Regions from separate parts of the Anas platyrhynchos genome. Here region 1 is linked to region 2. Evidence: chromatin contacts called from public Hi-C data. All regions are on one chromosome and are shown on one strand. Each heading gives the region's core, a stretch centred on a gene start, on an enhancer-like site or on the middle of the called end of the contact. The rest is flanking DNA. Distances are from core to core; before and after follow the strand shown.

Region 1 (4,408 bases), core at 1,699-4,198, 140 kb after region 2:
TTTTAGCAATGGCTTGAGAGGAAAGGGAGGGGGGAAAATTCAAAGGTCAGGTGCAGAAGCGGGCACCTCGCTGCTTGCTTCCTTTGGTCTTCAAGTGTTTGTTTTTGTTAAAATTTTAAAGGAATCATGCCATATTTTAACCTTGCATTGTGATGTGCCTCAGTCCTTAATATAGAGCTACCCCAAAAGGTAGCTTTGTTTTTATACCTGACTTTCAAAGGTTTAATAAACATTTCAAACCTTTACACAGGGCACTAAGATAGTATCTTGAGTGTAAGAGGGAAGGTGACACTCTTGGATCCTTTTTGTTGCTTTCTCATCAACCCCTTTGTGTTTTTTTAAGTGAGTTGACTGCACAGTTTTGTTTGTACATAGCTTTAAACTGCCCCTCAGTGAAGCACAAACAGCATTCAAGTTCTCAGCGATACAAGTCATGCAAAGCTATGCAGCAATGGCTAGCAATTTCCAACACTTTTCCATTGAATATTTGCTAGTGCATTATTAGATGGAGAAAGGTTGCATTTAAACTGGATTGTGCCCTTTTACCTTAGGCATTTTTTGTTTGATTCCCTTGTTAGCATCAGATGTTCCAGCTGCCACCTGCAGCTTGGAGGAGTTCCAGTGTGCGTATGGACGTTGCATCTTGGACATCTACCACTGTGATGGCGACGATGACTGTGGGGACTGGTCTGATGAATCTGACTGCTGTAAGTTAGTGCAGAGTGGTACTGGTCCAAGCTTCTGACCTGCAAGCCTAAATGGATTTTGCATTGGCTGGAGAGACAGCTATCTAATTTGTCACACATAAGCTGATTCTTTGATCATTAATTTTTTAACTCAAGACAGTGAGAGTAGTGATGGAGGCTGCTGTGCAGTCAGCACGTTTCTGCACACAGGAATTAAAGCAATTTCCAGGAGGGATCTGTTCAGGACCAAGTTCCACTATAGTGGAACATAAATGTGGCGTTGAGAGATTTCTGGGATGTTCCATAGATCTGAGTTTGCTCTTTATTTATTTATTTATTTAACCTCTCCACAGCATCTCACCAGCCATGTCGCTCTGGGGAGTTCATGTGCAACAGTGGCTTGTGCATTAATGCTGGCTGGAGGTGTGATGGAGACTCCGACTGCGATGACCAGTCAGACGAGAGGAACTGCAGTGAGTGCTGGGGACTGGTGGGAGTGTTCTGTTTCTGTGGATGCAAGAGAATATGTGGAAGTGTTATCTTTGAAACAAGTCTCTTCTGATCCTTCTTGCTCACCTAATTTTCTCTTTTTTTTGGGTCCCTCAGCTACATCTATGTGCACAGCTGACCAGTTCCGCTGTAAATCAGGGCGCTGTGTCCGTCTGTCCTGGCGCTGTGATGGGGAAGATGACTGCTCTGACAACAGTGATGAGGAGAACTGTGAGAATACAGGTTTGGCCTGCTGCCTTGCTGCTTATAGCTAACATTTCTATCCTGGAGGTACAGGTAGTGAGGTCTCTTTTGGATAGTTTGAGTTCAGCCTCAACTTACTGTGCTTCCCAGAGTATGAGATCTGTAAACTGTCTTCTACACTTGCAAACATGCGCTGGTCTGTGTGCTTAAACTAACCTAAGTAGTGGTGTTTTCTGGTCAGGTATCAGATCCCTGTATATGCCTATCCTGCCCATACTCTATGAATTACAACAAAGCTCTGAGACACTTCCATTTAAACCTGGAAGCATTAATGAAGTTCAAAGTTCCTACTTTTGTCAAATGGACTGAGTCTGGCTCGTTCCTTCTAGGTAATTCTGGGTATCTTTCGTTTTGCCTTATGAAGCTGCCAAGCACTTTTAACAGGAGATAGTATCAAAAAGGCATTTTGTAAAAGTGAAGAAGAAAGCGTTTGTTTTAGAGGGTTAAGGGTACCAGCCCCACCATGCCTTAGACATTTTCTAGGCAGTCTCTTGCTCTTTCTTGTAACCATTTCCCCTAGAGCTATTCTTCCATATGATGGATATGGAAAAGAAGAGGGTTTTAACAGGCCCCCGTATTATGGCAAGATTCAGGAAATAACTAGAATCTCCTATTTTTCTTAATTTTTTCAGGTTGTTTGTATACCATCCCTCATAGAGGAATGGTATATACTGGTCTGTGAATTTGTCACAGTGAGAAGAGCCCAACTGTGTATACTGACCTCTTTAGATCAGAGTATTTCAAAAATTGTGTTTAGAATGACAAAAAGGACTTTTAAAACTGCAGCCCTTGCTTGGGCCTGTTGAGGAGAGAGCAGTGTGCATTGTACAGGTATAGATGAGCTCAGAGGACCTGGAGCTATTGCTCTAGATAAGTCAGCTGGCATGAGTAGCATTGTGCAGGAGGCGGTGGTGATCCTGGAAAAAGCAATTGTGCTTAGACAAACCGGTAAACCCATTGCCTTATCTTGATAACCAAGATATTTAAACAAATACTGAAAGAACTGTTGCAGCCCAGAAGCCAAATCAAACTTCCAGAGCCACTGAACTTCAACCTCCCCACTCCAAACGAAACCCGAGATGGTAGAGTACAACTGTTGTCACCACAAGGTTGGTTGTGCAGTTCTGCATTAGGTCTACAGTGATAGTCGTCAGGTAAAAATTAACTGAGGGGTTCTAGTCCCAGCAGAACATGTACTGGCTCGTCTAATGAGAAATAGTGCACTGTCTAGATGTCTTTAGCAAGTTAAAAACCTGTGTCAGTTCTTGGATTTATGTTTTTATTGGCTATAGGGAGAAAATTCCTAGAACACTAGGAGATCAGCTGATGTAAGAATCTTTGTCTTCATTATGACAAATGCAGTCCAAGTTTTGGAATCCTTTATAAAAAGTATTTCTGTTCTCTGAGAAGTGAATCTGTATGTGATTTGTTTTTATGTTCCCGGTTGGTGTGTCTGTTAGTTCTTATTTGTACTTGATAATCTCACAACTACCCTTTTCAACGCTGCTTGCAGGCAGTCTGCCAATCTAATCGTTTCTTTGCTGATAACTGTATTGTCCTGTTATACTCCTAGGATTATCAGAGGGTGATGGTTTGGAAACCACTGACAAAGTCAGCTTGAGAACTATAAGAAATAAGAGGCAACAGGACAGTGCTGTTATTGACAAAGACACAATTAGATTGGCAGAGTCCCTACAAATAGCATTACTTTACTTACAAGAATTTTGTAGAGCCTTCCTGCCAACAGCACAAGTTGAAGTGTGTAGCTCGTGTGAAATCCTGTTGCCTGAGCTCAGATTTCAGTGATGCATGTAAATCTCATTCCAAGTCCGTCACAGTGCAGTTAGGGCTGGACAAGACGCCCATTCCTAGGCAGGCTTAAGATCCATAGCCGTGCTGGGGTGGCATCTCAGATGATTAAAGTGAAGAACTGACTCCACTCTGACACATGCTGAGGAGGGCTGTGGAATCTGGAACCAAAGGGAATTAAGCCAGGACCTTGAAGTCGTTCTGAGAGTGACTAAATAGCAGAGCTTCCCAATATAGCAGCATTGGACTCGGTCTGGAGGAGAGCTCACAGGCCTCTGAATCAGCATGAAGATATTTGGAGCAGTAAGGAGTGGAAGATGAGCTGAATTCAAGGAAAGAGGAAGTAATGGATTTGTGTTCATATGTAAAGATTGTAACAAATCTTAGAAAGTGTTCTGTGTCCTTTTCTCCACCATGACTGTTGTTGAATCAGTAAGCTCTGGTGTTTACTTTCTCCTTCCTCTTATTGCAGGGACGCCTCAGTGTGCCCCAGACCAGTTCCTCTGTGGGAACGGGCGTTGTATTGGACAGAGGAAGCTGTGCAATGGAGCAAATGATTGTGGAGATGGTAGTGATGAGAGCCCACATCAAAACTGCCGTAAGTAAATAACAGACTCCAAGACAAGTCTTAAATATAAATGGAGGCACTGTGTGTGGGAGTCTGTCTGGTGTTGCTGAAGGATGCGTGCAAGGAAGAAAGCCTGGGTTGTGTTACTGGGAGAGTGTGTGGGTTGAAGACTGAGGAAAATGACCTTTGTGGTTTTGCCAATTGCATGGTGTGGAGAGGGAATAATGGGGAGAAGATTATGCTTTCAGGTATCAAAGTTAGTCTGCAGAGATGGTGAATCCCAAACCATATTATTCTGAGCTTCGTTGTCCAGATCTTGGGAAGGGCTGATAGCCATTGGTTGTGGCCTGCAGGGGAGAGTTCTGACTGCAAAGAGGCAGCTTCCAGCACAGTTTGTCTTCCCTGTGTTGCTTAGGCTATTCTAAAGTGTGGCTGCTGCCTAACTGCTGAGGACACAAGCAGCTGCCTTGTGGTTTCAGCTCAGTTATCTTCATGCATTGCTTTTGCAGGTCCACGAACGGGGGAGGAGAACTGTAATGTCAACAATGGTGGCTGTGCTCAGAAGTGCCAGATGGCACGAGGGATGGTGCAG
Region 2 (4,424 bases), core at 1,241-3,740:
TCCTTTGGGCACTTCTTTTCCTATTGTGTCACAGCCCTTATGGTCATCAAATGGGGTCTGCCCTGGGGTGGGGGGAGGAGAGAACTCTGGTAGCAGCTAGCCCTTGGGGTTTGTTCCTCTCCTTCCATCAGATGGGATATGAGACATGTCTTTCTCTACTGTGTTGCTGAGCTTAAGCTGAGCTGTCTCCTCTCTTGCTTCCTCAGGCCCACCAGTAGAAGAGATACAGAGCACAGGACATCAGTTGTGGAATCAAATGAAGCTCGGCAGAAGTTCGCAGGAGCTAAAGCTATCTCTTCAGATATGTTCTTTGGGCGGGAAGCAGATGCTGAGGTAAATGCACTTTGCAGTGCTCTGACTTCATCTCCTGTTTGCTCAGGTTGTTCTTTGTTCCGTTCCTTTACCTTTTTTGTTTTCCTTTCTTCTGCAGTATGAAGCCAGATCCCGACTGCAGCAGCTCTCAGGCAGCAGTGCTATCAGTTCTGCAGACCTGTTCGGAGAGGCTGAGAATGCGCACTCAGGTTTGTTAGCACTCAGTGGGTTGAGGAAGGGAGTGCAGCTTTGGAGGACCTCAACAAGAGGGGGTCAGGGTGTTCTCTGGAGCTGGAGAACTCCAGCCTTACTCCTCCTGGTTCTTGTAGGTGGTGTGTCGATTGGAAATGTCCTGCCTGCAGCCGATATCGCACAGTTCAAGCAAGGAGTGAAGTCAGTTGCTGGCAAGATGGCTGTCCTAGCCAACGGGGTGATGAACTCCCTCCAGGTGAGGTTGCACTGCAGCACTTTCAGACAGGTTCTAGTCATGTTCGGGGACTTCTACCATATCCTGGCCGTTCCAAGTGATTTCACTGGGATTATCATCGTCTTCTCAAATTATATGGAAAGTCCTAGGTAGAGATGAGCCCTTTTGTAGCTGAGGATTCAATAGCTGACCAATTCCAGGTGGCTGGTGAATGCTACTTGGACAACATTATTCTCCTGCTGGACAGGGTACTGTGTTATGTCAGATACACCTTTTCCCACAGATCTTTAAACTTAAAAAAAAAAAATTGAGCCCATTTTACCTCCTGTCTTTGCAAGGTGTCCTCTCTTAAGGCAACCTTTTGTTGACCATTGTGTATTGATTGCATTAATGCCAAACCCCCATGACCTTGTTATTTGCTTCTTTGGAGTTTGCACAGTGTTATAGAATGGTGTCTTGGTGTGTTTCCTCCCCAGGATCGTTATGGTTCATATTGATGACCCAGGAACTGCAACTCGCAGGGAAGCCAGCAGGAGGCACTGATGCCACCTTCGCCTGGAGTAAACTCTGCAGGATTGTCTTAGTTTGTCTGGGGTGGGTGGGGAGGGGAGAAGGAAAGCAGAAGGGGGCAGGACATGGCTGTGCCCAGGATGCTTTCCAAATATCTGAATTCCACTCTGCATTAAAATTTGATGTGCCCTCAGACCCACTGCTATCTACTAGCCAGTGGAGATGGGGATAACCTCACTGCTGTGAAAGATGTGGGAATTCCTGTGACTGCCCTCATCAGTGCTCCTATCCTTCCTGGCCCATCCCTTAGCTGACCACGTGACAGAGGAAATGGGAATGCTGTTTTTCTGAACGTGTTACCTGGTCCCTACGGACATGACTGTGGCTTTCTGTTCTGCTCAGTGCTCTTACTGCCTGATCCCAAGCAGGCTGCTGCAGCAGTTCACAGCACGGGTAAGGCATTTTCAACTGCAAGGTTCTAGCATGCATGGTAAGCCATGGTGTCACAATTCCTCTGTATTTGCAGGGTCTGCCTTTTACCATGGGATAATCCTTTTTATTGTCTTGTAAACTGGCATATATTGATGCGGGAGAACAAATCAAGCAAAGATTATTTTTTTTAGCTTCTAATCACATCATGAGCAAAAAAAAAAAGGCCCAGGCCATGAAGTACTATAAAGATATTTGCTGGACCCTTGGTTATTGTGTTGCCCTGTCCTATCTTCCATCCAGACTTGGACAGAGGGGAAGGTCCTGAAACCCTGGCTTAAGTGGGACAGGGGTGAGGGAGGCTGTCCCCATGGGGACTGCAACCTTAGTCCTACTCAGGTGGGTTCTTTGCTTCTGAGTGTGGTTTCAACAAGAGCAGTTTTCCCTTCATGCAGTTGAGGATGGGATAGGCCTTTTTTTCTGTGCTTATTTTGCAACTATTGCAAAATAGCTGGATGAGCAAAACAATTTAACTCCGTGGGTTCCTGTCAGCAAATGCCCCCTCCAGGGCTGGGCCCCCACATTGTGCCAGATGTGCACGGACCCCCCTGGTCCACTGGGGGCTGCGTGGCAGCAGCCAGAGGGGCCGTGGTACCCCCAGGGCTGTGGCGGGGGTGGAAGTGGCTGAGGGTTGAATGTGCTTGCGTGGGTGATGTGGGCACGGTGCCATTTGTGCTGGGGGTGGCAGCGGGCCCCACCTGGGCGGGGTCAGCATTGTGGGGCCCCATGAGAGGCCACTGGGGCCTGGGAGGGGGGGCACAGAGCAGAGTTTCTCAGGCTTGGCCCCAGGCCTTACACTGCATGCTTTATTCCCTTGCTTTGGTTGTTGCCCACTGCTGGGTGGGGAAAAAACGTGCAGTTAAAGAGCATGCTGATAACTTACAATCAATAAATACCTCCCCCTACCTCCACAGCCAGGTCAGCAGTAGCTAAAAGATTACTCTTAAAATAGTTCCAGCATGTGCTGAATCCGCTCGGCTTAGGGCAGCGCTAAGCTTTGGGTTAACAGATCTTAGTAGCCTACACCGTGCAGCGTTTTAGGGCAGGGAAGAGCAAGAAGCCTCCCAAAGGCTCACGAGAAATTGGAGTATCTTGGGAAATAACGAGTCCATGCAAGCTGTGACAGAGGTGCATGGCTAGTCAGCTGTTCAGGGTTGTGGAGGCCAAGCTGCAGAGTTAGTTACCACTGAGGCTGTAATTCTTTCTGTAGCTGTACAGGCCACACCGCGATGATACAACAATGCCAATATTTACAAAAAGTACCTGGGCCTCACTTGAAAACTGCCTCCTCCTCCCCCAGTGCTTCTGCCCACCAACCCCCAGCAGATATGCTCTATGTTGGCAGGCTGCACCGCCACCTGTGGCCAAACCATCTGAAGACTTTTCATCTCTCTGTTCCACCCCCCTCTCCAAAGCCTGCTTTCAGCAAATGAGCTTAACGTGCTGTTGGAGGCAGGGGGAGGCCTCCCAGAAGGGAACTCAGCACAGCAGAGGAGCCGCAAAGCACCGTGCAGTACTTGCTGAAATCTAGCTTATTATTTGCTTTGGCTTGGCTTGGACTCATGGAGGAGGAAGCTGTGACAGGTGGCAAGGCACTAGCTAAACCCTTCTATTCTAGGAACTTGAGGAATTTCTCTACCTTTGATCACATGCAGGTGCAGCTTTACTAGGAATAATTACAATGGAGCATGAATGCAAAGCTGCCGCTGGCGATTTAACCACTCTATTGTCTAGGCCAAGTCTGAACACAGCTACACAACAAAACCCTGGCACCCAGCCTGCACCAGCGCTCCCACTGTTCCAGCACCTGCTGAACTGGGAGAGAGCCCTGGTTGGGAGAACGCCGGGCTATTTCCAAGTACGGGCAGCTCTAGCAGCTGCTGGTTTGTCGTCTTACGTGCCAGCAGATGGCAGCAGAACTCTGTAGCTGGAAATAGCTACTCCTACACAGATTCGGATCTAGGGGAAAAAAAAAAGCAGCGTTCTTGCTGGGAAGGGACAGGTGGACTTGGCAATGGGGCCTGGCAGAGCCGCGCACACACTGGTGATGTGGATGTAACCCAGTGCCAGAGCAGATGCTCTGGGAGGAGGTGCTGCACCTCCAGGGAGATGTGGACAAACCAAAGGTGGGACCGGTGCCCACCCTCACAACCTTCAGTTTTCAGAGGAGTCTGTCTCTTCGTTGGAGCCTTCACTCTCAGCATCCATTTTTCGGCGATGGTGGAGAGGTTTCCAGGGAGAGTTAATCCTGGGTGAGTGACGGACAGGCAAATTAGCAGTGTCCCCGCTGGAGCTGGTAGGAGCAGAGATGGCAAGCCCTGAAACCTGAGCTATCCTGGAAGAGAAAAGACAAATGCTGGGTAGCCGAGCTTGTCACCTCCACCCTTAACCATAGCAATTTTGGAGTAAACTCGCAAAGAGGACTCATTCCCAACTAGAAAGACGTTCATGGCAAAGATGGGGAATACTTTACACCAGTATCTGCCAGACTTGCTGTGCAAATCTTTTTTCCCCTGTTAAAACAGATCTGGCCTCAGCCTGTGTCTCCTAACACTCCTAGTTTTCACTGTCCAACATTTTTTTTTCCTAACCAAGGTGCATTTCCTCCCCAGTTTCTGAAGCCTTTTCTAAGGATTTTGTTAGCACCACCCAGCCACCCCAGAGGCCCTCTCTGCCTAGGCTGCTC

Evidence for each region. A called contact is a pair of places that touch in the nucleus more often than the background predicts.
Region 1: a contact with region 2 is called in a Hi-C map of liver, with 6 times the contacts expected there. The contact joins two enhancer-like sites. A contact is called at or near these places in 7 of 8 Hi-C or Micro-C datasets (F1 follicle, F5 follicle, liver and 3 more).

What each region holds. Positions count from the first base shown.
Region 1 is chr5:32,076,418-32,080,825 of IASCAAS_PekinDuck_T2T, forward strand. LRP4 (LDL receptor related protein 4) reads left to right here. Exons shown (of 38, transcript XM_072038690.1): 6 at 579-707; 7 at 1,040-1,159; 8 at 1,293-1,418; 9 at 3,721-3,846; 10 at 4,326-4,408. Among named protein-coding and RNA genes, the nearest start is that of CKAP5, 25 kb to the right of the region's middle. Within about 2 kb of position 2,949, at least 4 of the 8 cell types and tissues checked have an H3K27ac peak or open chromatin away from gene starts, as enhancers often do. A contact at or near this core is called in subcutaneous adipose tissue, where this site is marked.
Region 2 is chr5:31,933,406-31,937,829 of IASCAAS_PekinDuck_T2T, forward strand. ARFGAP2 (ARF GTPase activating protein 2) reads left to right here. Exons shown (of 17, transcript XM_072038694.1): 14 at 207-333; 15 at 431-521; 16 at 642-760; 17 at 1,216-1,947. The coding sequence ends at 1,236. It overlaps CSTPP1 (centriolar satellite-associated tubulin polyglutamylase complex regulator 1), which reads right to left. Exons shown (of 10, transcript XR_011809664.1): 9 at 3,203-4,073; 10 at 2,518-2,634. Among named protein-coding and RNA genes, the nearest start is that of ARFGAP2, 10 kb to the left of the region's middle. Within about 2 kb of position 2,491, at least 5 of the 8 cell types and tissues checked have an H3K27ac peak or open chromatin away from gene starts, as enhancers often do. A contact at or near this core is called in subcutaneous adipose tissue, where this site is marked.